Regions from separate parts of the Zea mays genome. Here region 2 is linked to region 1. Evidence: chromatin contacts called from public Hi-C data. All regions are on one chromosome and are shown on one strand. Each heading gives the region's core, a stretch centred on a gene start, on an enhancer-like site or on the middle of the called end of the contact. The rest is flanking DNA. Distances are from core to core; before and after follow the strand shown.

Region 1 (4,304 bases), core at 1,346-3,845:
AATGTAGGCACACGTTGGCACAGTTCTAAAGTGGAATCGTAGAACAGAATGTGATAAGATGAGACAGAATGCAATAGAAACAAGGATAGCGAACGAGTTACCTACTCCTATGGGTCAAAGCAAGCCTTTTAATTCAATTCTTTATTCTTACATTAAAGAATGAATCAAATCTCCCCAAGTAGGATTTGAACCTACAGGACCAGTCAGTTAACAGCCGACTGCTCAACCACTGAGCTACTGAGGAACAAAGGGAGATTCGACCTCCTAAAGTTCAACTTCCACTCTCAACTCGTGAACAATATGAGTCCGAAGCTTTTTTCGTAACTCCAGTAGTGGCTCCCTTCCATACCTCATTTCATAGGGAAGCCCAAAGTGGCTTTATTTCATTCTATTTCACTTCTTAGGCTGGTGCCAGTGCGGGCGGCAGCGCGGGCGAGAAGAGGCCGCTGCCGCCCGCGCGCAGGCGATAGGCGGGCGAGAGGCCGGCGCCGGGCGATGGCGCTGGCGCCCGGCGAGAGCGGGCGATATCGCCTCGCTCTCGCCCGCGCTGGAGCGCCCGCCCGGGCGAGAGGCGGGCGAGAGGGAGGCGAGAGGGAGGCGAGGCACTGGCGGGGCGAGAGCGCGGGCGAGAGCGACGTGGCGCGATCTGATTGGTCCACGTGTCGCGATCTGATTGGTCCACGTGTGCTAGCCGTTGCAACTAGCCGTTTTTGACCGTTTGGAGTCCAAAAAATTCGAAAAAAATTGCAAAAAATCACAAATTTCATCCCCAATCCCTCTATATATACCCCTACCCGGGTGGAGCTCATTCCACACACCATTCCATCTCATTTTTCTCTTCCAAACTCCCCTTTCTTCACACAATGTCGGGTTGGTCCCCAGATTTGAACACCTTCACGGATCTCTTGCAGTCCGATGGGTCACCTACAACCCTTCCGTTAGATGAGTCTTCTTCACTACATCGTCGCTCCGATGTTTCAGCCTCACTCCCCCGTGCACTATTTCCGGCTGCGCGTCCACCACCATACCCTTATCCCTATCATTTGTATCAATATCCACCGTCTTCATATGGTCAACCTCCAACTTCCCAAGCCGGAATTCAAGCCTCATTCCCGGTACGTCCGTATGCCCCTCCTCCACCTGCTGCGGACGGAAGTCAAGCTTCTTTCCAGATACCTCCATACGCCCCTCCTTCATATGCTCCACCTCCGTATGGAGTACCTCCTTATGCTCCATATGCTCCACCTCCGTATGGGGCACCTCATCCATATGCTCCACCTACGTATGGAGCACCTCCTCCAGTTGCACCTTTATCTGTTGGATCTGAAAACCAAGCTGAGGAAAATCCCGTGCCGAAGGAAAAGCGTCCAAAGAGGCTAGAGTGGACGAAGGAAGACGAGGAAAAGCTGGTGAGTGAATCGTTTCTCATTTATTTAATCTTGATTTTTTTAGTTTACTTATATTATAGGTTTTATTGTAGGTTAATGCTTGGTTTATGCATTCTAATGATCCCATCTCCGGCAACAATAAGAGCGGATCAAGTTTCTGGGGCCAAATAGCGGCAACATATAACTCCACCTCCGACCCTATCCGTCATCGAACCGCCAAGCAACTTAAAGATCATTGGGTCACCTACAACCGGGAGGTGACCAAGTTCATTGGATTCTACCTCCAAGAAGAAAGGTTGCGTCAGAGCGGAGCTGACGATGCAATGGTCATGGATGCAGCAATGGCGAGGTTCGAGGGTAAAATGGGGCATCCATTTAAGCGCCATCATTGGTGGCAAGTTGTTCGCCACGAGCCCAAGTGGTCAGCAAAGCATGGTCTTGGTAGTGGATCTGATTCGACTGCGAATAAGAGAACCCGACTCGGAGTCTCTGGTGAATATAGTTCTGGAGGCACTGAAGACACCGAGGAGGAAGTGCCCCGACCAGTGGGGCGTGATAGGGCAAAGGCGGCTGCGCGAAAGACAAAGACGAAGGGGAAAGGGAAGGAAGCCACGAGCAGCGAATCAACAAGTGAAGCATTCAAAATGAAGAACTTGTGGGGTGGATTAGTGAAGGCCAAGCTTTTGAAGCAATGGAACATCCTAAAGGGCCGATCAACCAGAGATATGGACCCGGCTGAAAGACGTACCCATGACAGGGCCGTAAAGATGGTCGAAAAAGAACTTGGTCTGCTAGATGACGAAGAAGAGGAACCGGAAGCGGAACGTGAAGAGGAGGAAGATGAGGATGAGATCGAGGAGTCCGATTAGAGTTATGTAATTTTATTTTAATTATCATGTCATTTTATTTTAATTATTATGTACTTTGTAATTTTTAATTCAATAAAAAATATTATGTTGTGTGTTTTCTGAGCGTTGAAATAAATCCGCGTGAATTACTTAATTCTGAAATAGAAAAGCTGACGTGGCTATAGCCTGAGGCTGTAGTCTGCTGCAGCCTGTGCACTGGAGCAGCAGGGGCGAGAGTGGAGGCGAGAGCTGACGTGGCAGGGGCGAGAGGGAGGCGGTGCACTGGACTCAGCCTTAGCACTTCATACCGACATCAGCAATAAATCTTCACTGACAACCGGTCCCAGCACGTCCTGTCTCACCTGTCATACGCGGTTACGTCCCCTTCGCCCCCCGTTTGGGCTCCAGAAGCTTCCCCTTCCGTCTCCATATCTTCTTCTTGGTCCGCCGTCTCCACTCCGCGTTCCCTGGCTCCCTGCGTTGCGTCTTGGGGGAGAGAGAGAAGTGGGAGACCCGCGAGAGGCTGCCGTGTAGGGACTAGGGACCGTAGAGTAAGCGACAGCGAAGGAGGGAGAGGGGGATGGCCGGGATCGGGCCGATCAGGCAGGACTGGGAGCCGGTGGTTGTGCGGAAGAAGGCACCCACCGCCGCTGCCAAGAAGGATGAGAAGGCCGTCAACGCCGCGCGCCGCTCCGGCGCGGAGATCGAGACCATGAAGAAGTGTAAGTGGTTCGTAGGTTTCGGTTGGTATCTTAACTCGATTTGGGATCCTTTTTCTTTTGGGTTTCGATTTCATCCATTTTGCAGCCCAGCCGGCTGTGCTTTTCGGTGGCGGGATTCGACGAATAGGGTTTCAGCTTTTTATTCTTCGATCATGATGATGTTTTAGTGCACTTTGGGAATTCTTCTTGCCTTTGCAGGCTAGGGTTTGAGGAAGGGGCTCTTACTATTGGCTTCAAATGGATTTCTTTCCTGCTATGTTTTTCTTTGTTATATAGTTCCTTTTCTCTGATTCTGCTCGATCTGTCATTATCTGCAGTCAACGCTGGTATGAACAAGGCGGCGTCCAGCGGCACATCCCTCAACACCAAGCGCCTCGACGACGACACAGAGAACCTCGCCCGTGAGCAATCATCTGTCTCGGGCCATTTTTCCCATGAACAATCTGATCGACGTTTTTTTGTGCCTAGGATCCCAATAGATAAATTCGGGCACTTGTCCACCGTTGATGTGATAAATGATTTATATATGTTCATGTTCACATCTCTCGCTGTTGATGATGTTTTCTTTTAAGATGGATTCTATACCTAGTGCTTTAAGGCTCTCACTTTATTAGTAACACTAGCCAAAATTTCTCTTCTTAGGATTTAGATGGGAAAGTAATATCTCTTGTTTGCACAATTGTTAAATTATCATCGTGCATCCATTGTTTCTTTGTTTCTGGCCATTTCGTTATGGCAAATCATGGATGTTTTATAAAATGATGCTTTCTTGGTTGGCCACTTGTTTGAAAGTCTGTGGATAAGTTTTGTATCCTATGACATTGATTTACTTGGGGGAGTAAGTTTGAAATATTGCAGTGTTTGTGTCTATAACAATTTGCTTGTTGCATCAATCAACCTTGATAACATTTGGTACTTTCAACCAACTAGCCATTTGCACACCATCATATAATATATTTGTTTATGTTAGCTGATGAGTTTCCACAGACTTAATTACTAAGTGGGCACTGGGCATGCCTTGAACAACTATCTTGGTGAATTCATTGAGGCTTTAGTGGCATTATATTTGTTGTATAAGCATCTTGTATGAGATTCTCTTTGGCTTGTTTAGTGCACATGATAATTACAGTATATGAATCTGATGTGAAGTCTGTCCATCCTCTCCAACGGTGTGCATAGCATGATTCACTGGAATATATACAGCAGATAAAAAACATGCCGCATTTGCGCGCTGTGTACCTTGACCAAGTAAAAATGGGTGCTGCTGAACCATGGTCCTTTGTCCATTAGTGTGCAAAAAAAGCACCCTTGGTTCACAATGGTTATTGCCTCTAATTTCATTTACT
Region 2 (4,304 bases), core at 1,075-3,574, 150 kb after region 1:
CACCGAAGCTATAACAGCCAAAATTGTTATGATATTGCTCTTTGCCCCAGGGTTTCGTCTCATATACTAGCTCATGTAAATTACAAAAGCTTTTTGCATTTGGCTCCAAGCCCTGACTCCTCACGGCCCAGACAAAGATTCCCATTCTTATGATTGCTTCGGGCGTAATTTGATGCAGGTAGACTTGATAAATCTTCAAAACCTCAACCACAAATTTGCTTAATGGAAGCCGAAGCCCAGCCTTAAAAAAGCTTCGAAAGATCACAACTTCATTCTCTTCGGGAGTAGGCACAGTCCTCTCTCCGTCATCAGCCCTTACAATAGACATGTCCCGAAAATATCTTCCCCTCATATTATCAAGATGACTCTGTTTAATAGTTGATTTTCCAAAAACTGTATGGCTTGGTCGCCAGGGTCGATCTTCGGAGTCTTCTCCACCACTTTCCACATCATAACTATCACTATCACCAGTATCTTCAGACAAGCCTTCCAAAATCTCCCTGGTAATCTTCTCTGTATTTGTCTTTGCCATTAATTCAAGAAAACCAAGATTCTTCTCTTCATAAAGGCTCAGCTTCGACTCAGCGACAGCTTTCTTGTCTTCAGACATCTTCGAAAATGCTGATAAACTTCTCTTAGAAACGAAGCTTAAAAATTTAAAAAAGCCAATCAAGTGTTGGTGCGCAAGAGCTAAAAATTGAGTAAGCAAGAGCAGATGGCAAGAAAGCGTGCCAAATGAACTCGTGGTGAGCTCCTATTTATACGCCTAGTACGTTGAAAACCGGAGGGTCCCGCTTGTCAATGACTGTTGCTATTCTAGCAAAGAGAAGGTGTTTTTTCGGACCTTCGGCTTAAGGCCTTCGTCCATGTCGCAATCTAAATTTATCATTCTAACAAATTAATATTGCGAGGGGCTACTGTTGGGGGCCTTCGGCTTCCGAAGGTCCTCAAAAACATGATTTAACAATGTCTCTGGATTATAATGTGTGGACAGGGATCTTCGAACAAGAACCCACGGTATGAAGAAGCATGAAAACAATACGAAGGATGGAACAGAGCCAAAGCTGTGCGCAAGGGAGCTTCGGCATGGTGGCAAAAAGAAGGAAACCGACTTAAAGAGGAAAAGACTATCTAGACCTAGATAAATTACTATAGAGTTATTGTCAAAAAAGCAAAGGGTCTGGTTGTAATTTTGCATGGGCTGCGACCCGTGCCTATAAATAGGTGAACAATATTCCTGTACTGTTCACGCTGACTTGGCATTCACTTTTGCATCACGCTTGTACCCTTATTTTCCCTCGAGCCGAAGGTACATTTATAATTTGTTATTGTTGATATAGTAACGCAAATAAAAATAATTTAATAATAATGTTTAAAGGGTTTATGTTATTTTTCATATCTTGCATATGAATCCCTCTTCATCATTTATTGTTCTTATGAAGGTTTGTCCTTCATAACCTTCGTCTGGAACTCATTATATCCGAAAGTAGATAATGCTTTGAAGGACGAAGGACCTTAACATTTAACACTTTTTATATTGCCTTGTTCTTAACTCTTAGCATTTGAGAACAAGTCTCCAATAGACCCGTCAAAGCCTACTGGATATTAAACATTTCTGAGTTAGTTGTACTTTTTTCTTCTAACTAAAGGTTTTTAATGAGACAACCACAAAATAACTCCGTTTTATATTGGTCATATATGTTATGTACATTTTTATGTTTTATTTCATTTGATTTATTTCATTTATTAAATAAACTGCTATGTATTACGGTTCTGTTAAAATAAGTAGACCTGATATATTATAATATTTTTGGCTATTTAGTCTAATCCAACATATTTAAGTAATAGTTATGTACCCGTGCGTGACACGACGCCTAAACTGTAAATATAACAATTGTTTATTTTAAAAATACTAAGATACATGTAATATGATGGTTAGCCCTAAATTTCTGAAGCACAGGGTTGTGGGTTCAAGTGCTCACTTTGCTGCACTATTTTTTGTGGATGCTAAATGTGGAGAGGGTAAAACCATAATAGCACAGGTGTCTATATTAGGTTTTTAATACAGTAGTATAAATTTATGGTACACCACATTCTATAATTAATTGAGGTAGACCGTGTTTTAATGTGTCTGGACAGGGTAAAATCATAGTAGCACATGTGTCTATATTAGGTTTTTAATACAGTAGTATAAATTTGTGGTACACCACAGTCTATAATTAATTGGGGTAGACCGTGTTTTAATGTGTCTGGGCTGTGTCGTACAGGACCGGCCCAGATGTAAGTGTATAAGAAAGATGCCAGCAAGTTATTATGAGAGAGAAACAGAAACAGAGCAGAGTGTGCAGAGGTAGAGCGATCAGCGATGAAATGAAGTGCATGCAAACAACAAAGCAATGTGCGTACAGGCCCATTCCTCTCTCTCTCGGTCTCTCCTAACCCCGTCCTGTGTGTGATTCCCTCGTTTGCTCCGTTCCCAGCTTTCCTCCTCCTCGCACAGGCTCCCCTCTAAAACCCTCTGCCTCCACTGTAAATCTTTGCAAAGCTGATTTCTAACAGCAAGAATTCGCTGTTTCTGTTACCGCACCCTCCAGGGGCCTATACATCCAGCGCCTGCCTGGCTTGCTTCATTCGTGGATCTGAGAGCATTTTGCTGCATTCAGTAACATTCTCGGAGGGGATTTCTCCGTGCTGCTTCTGTGGATTTCTCTGAGAATTGTCAGCGGGATTTGTGAGCATTTCGTGCGGTGTTTTCATGGTTCCTTTGTTTGGCATGTGTTAGCGAATTCCTCAGCATTGAAGATTTTTGAGTCCCCTCTGGAGTGTTGAGGGTCACTAAGTTCTTGATCATTCACTAAATATTGTTTTTCAGTTTTAGTTTCATGTTTAGAGGACATTGGTACTGTTTTGCAACCATTCCAGATTGTTGCACATCTGAAAGTTTGCACACCTTTGTGGGAAAAGAATGACGCTTTATTTTTCTGGAGAATGAATTCCTGTGGCATCTGATGCTCTAGGACCATAAAGCTTGCAACTTTAGTGCTGTCCTACCTCAGTAGACTGAAGCTGTTTTTCCCCTGCTTGGTTGGTATTGATCGTCGTGGGCAAAGCAGAGGAAGACCCTCCCATGGAGATGACTGACATGAAACCAGAGGAGATGAGCCACCCTCCCATGGACCAGCTGCTCGGAATGGAGTACTGCATAGACTCCAACCCGTCCTGGGGTAAGTACTGAGGCACCTAGGCTTGTATGATTCATTCATTTAGCTATGTTGTGTCTTTATGGTACTAAATATGCGTCTCTTTGATGACGCAGGAGGAGCTGTTTTGCTGGGCTTCCAGCATTTCATCCTTTGCTTGGGGACGGCAGTGATGATCCCCACCTTGTTGGTTCCCCTCATGGGAGGAAATGCTGTAAGGGTCCTTTCATTATTCAACTTTGTTGCTGTTAAACCATATCTATTGGTGTTTATATTGAAACAAACTACTCCATCTTATTCCAATTTTTAGGTTGTTTTCGCTTTTCTAGACACAACTTCTATTATGCTAGACATGTATTATATCTAGTTGCATAGCAAAAGCTATGTATCTAGAAAAGCCAAAACCACCTATAATTTGAGACAGAGGATGATAGAATTCAATAATTAGATTTGATTCTAGATTATCCATGTAATTCAAGCATAGAAAGTTATGTTTTTAATATCATCATTTCTGGTGTAAATGCGTAATAAGGTTGATAATACTGGTCACGTTATTTTGATTTCATACATACTTCCCTACATATCTGATAGGATTTGAGGTTATTGAATTAATAATCTCGATGTTTAAAACTAAGATATCTCCTGTTCCATAAAGCATCATTGATGTTTAGATAGTTTTTAGCCTTGTGCCATGATAAAGAGCTCAAAATAGTGCGGTATTGCCTCGCTTTTATGTATCCAGAATTCATCTTTTTGAATGATGGACCTTTTTATGTAATGTTCCTCATTGATAGACTCCATCCTGATTGGTAACATTGTTGCCTGTTTGCTTCCAGCATGACAAGGCAAAGGTAGTACAGACAGTGCTATTCGTGACTGGAATAAATACAATGCTCCAAACTCTGTTTGGAACTCGTCTACCGACCGTCATCGGTGGGTCTTATGCATTCCTAGTCCCAGTCATGTCAGTAATCAGTGACCACTCACTGATACAAATTGCTGATAACCATACAGTAAGTGTGCAATCGTTGTTAACTAATTTGTATATTATATGTCATCTCAGTGCCACAACTCACATGATTTCTCTTATTGCAGAGGTTCAAA

Evidence for each region. Hi-C and Micro-C count contacts between places; a contact is called where the count stands out from the background.
Region 2: a Hi-C map of ear shows a contact between it and region 1, with 2.3 times the contacts expected there. The contact joins the promoter of LOC103652969 here to the promoter of LOC100273208 in region 1. A contact is called at or near these places in 3 of 25 Hi-C or Micro-C datasets (ear and leaf).

Annotation. Positions count from the first base shown.
Region 1 is chr4:26,602,287-26,606,590 of Zm-B73-REFERENCE-NAM-5.0, forward strand. LOC100273208 reads left to right here and starts at 2,596. Exons shown (of 4, transcript NM_001360221.1): 1 at 2,596-2,958; 2 at 3,276-3,359. The coding sequence starts at 2,817. LOC103652968 (ribonuclease 3) reads left to right here and starts at 425. Exons shown (of 2, transcript XM_008679949.3): 1 at 425-1,409; 2 at 1,481-2,340. The coding sequence starts at 864. The coding sequence ends at 2,257.
Region 2 is chr4:26,754,532-26,758,835 of Zm-B73-REFERENCE-NAM-5.0, forward strand. LOC103652969 (nucleobase-ascorbate transporter 2) reads left to right here and starts at 2,325. Exons shown (of 14, transcript XM_035967207.1): 1 at 2,325-2,398; 2 at 3,114-3,224; 3 at 3,317-3,414; 4 at 4,037-4,213; 5 at 4,296-4,304. The coding sequence starts at 3,128.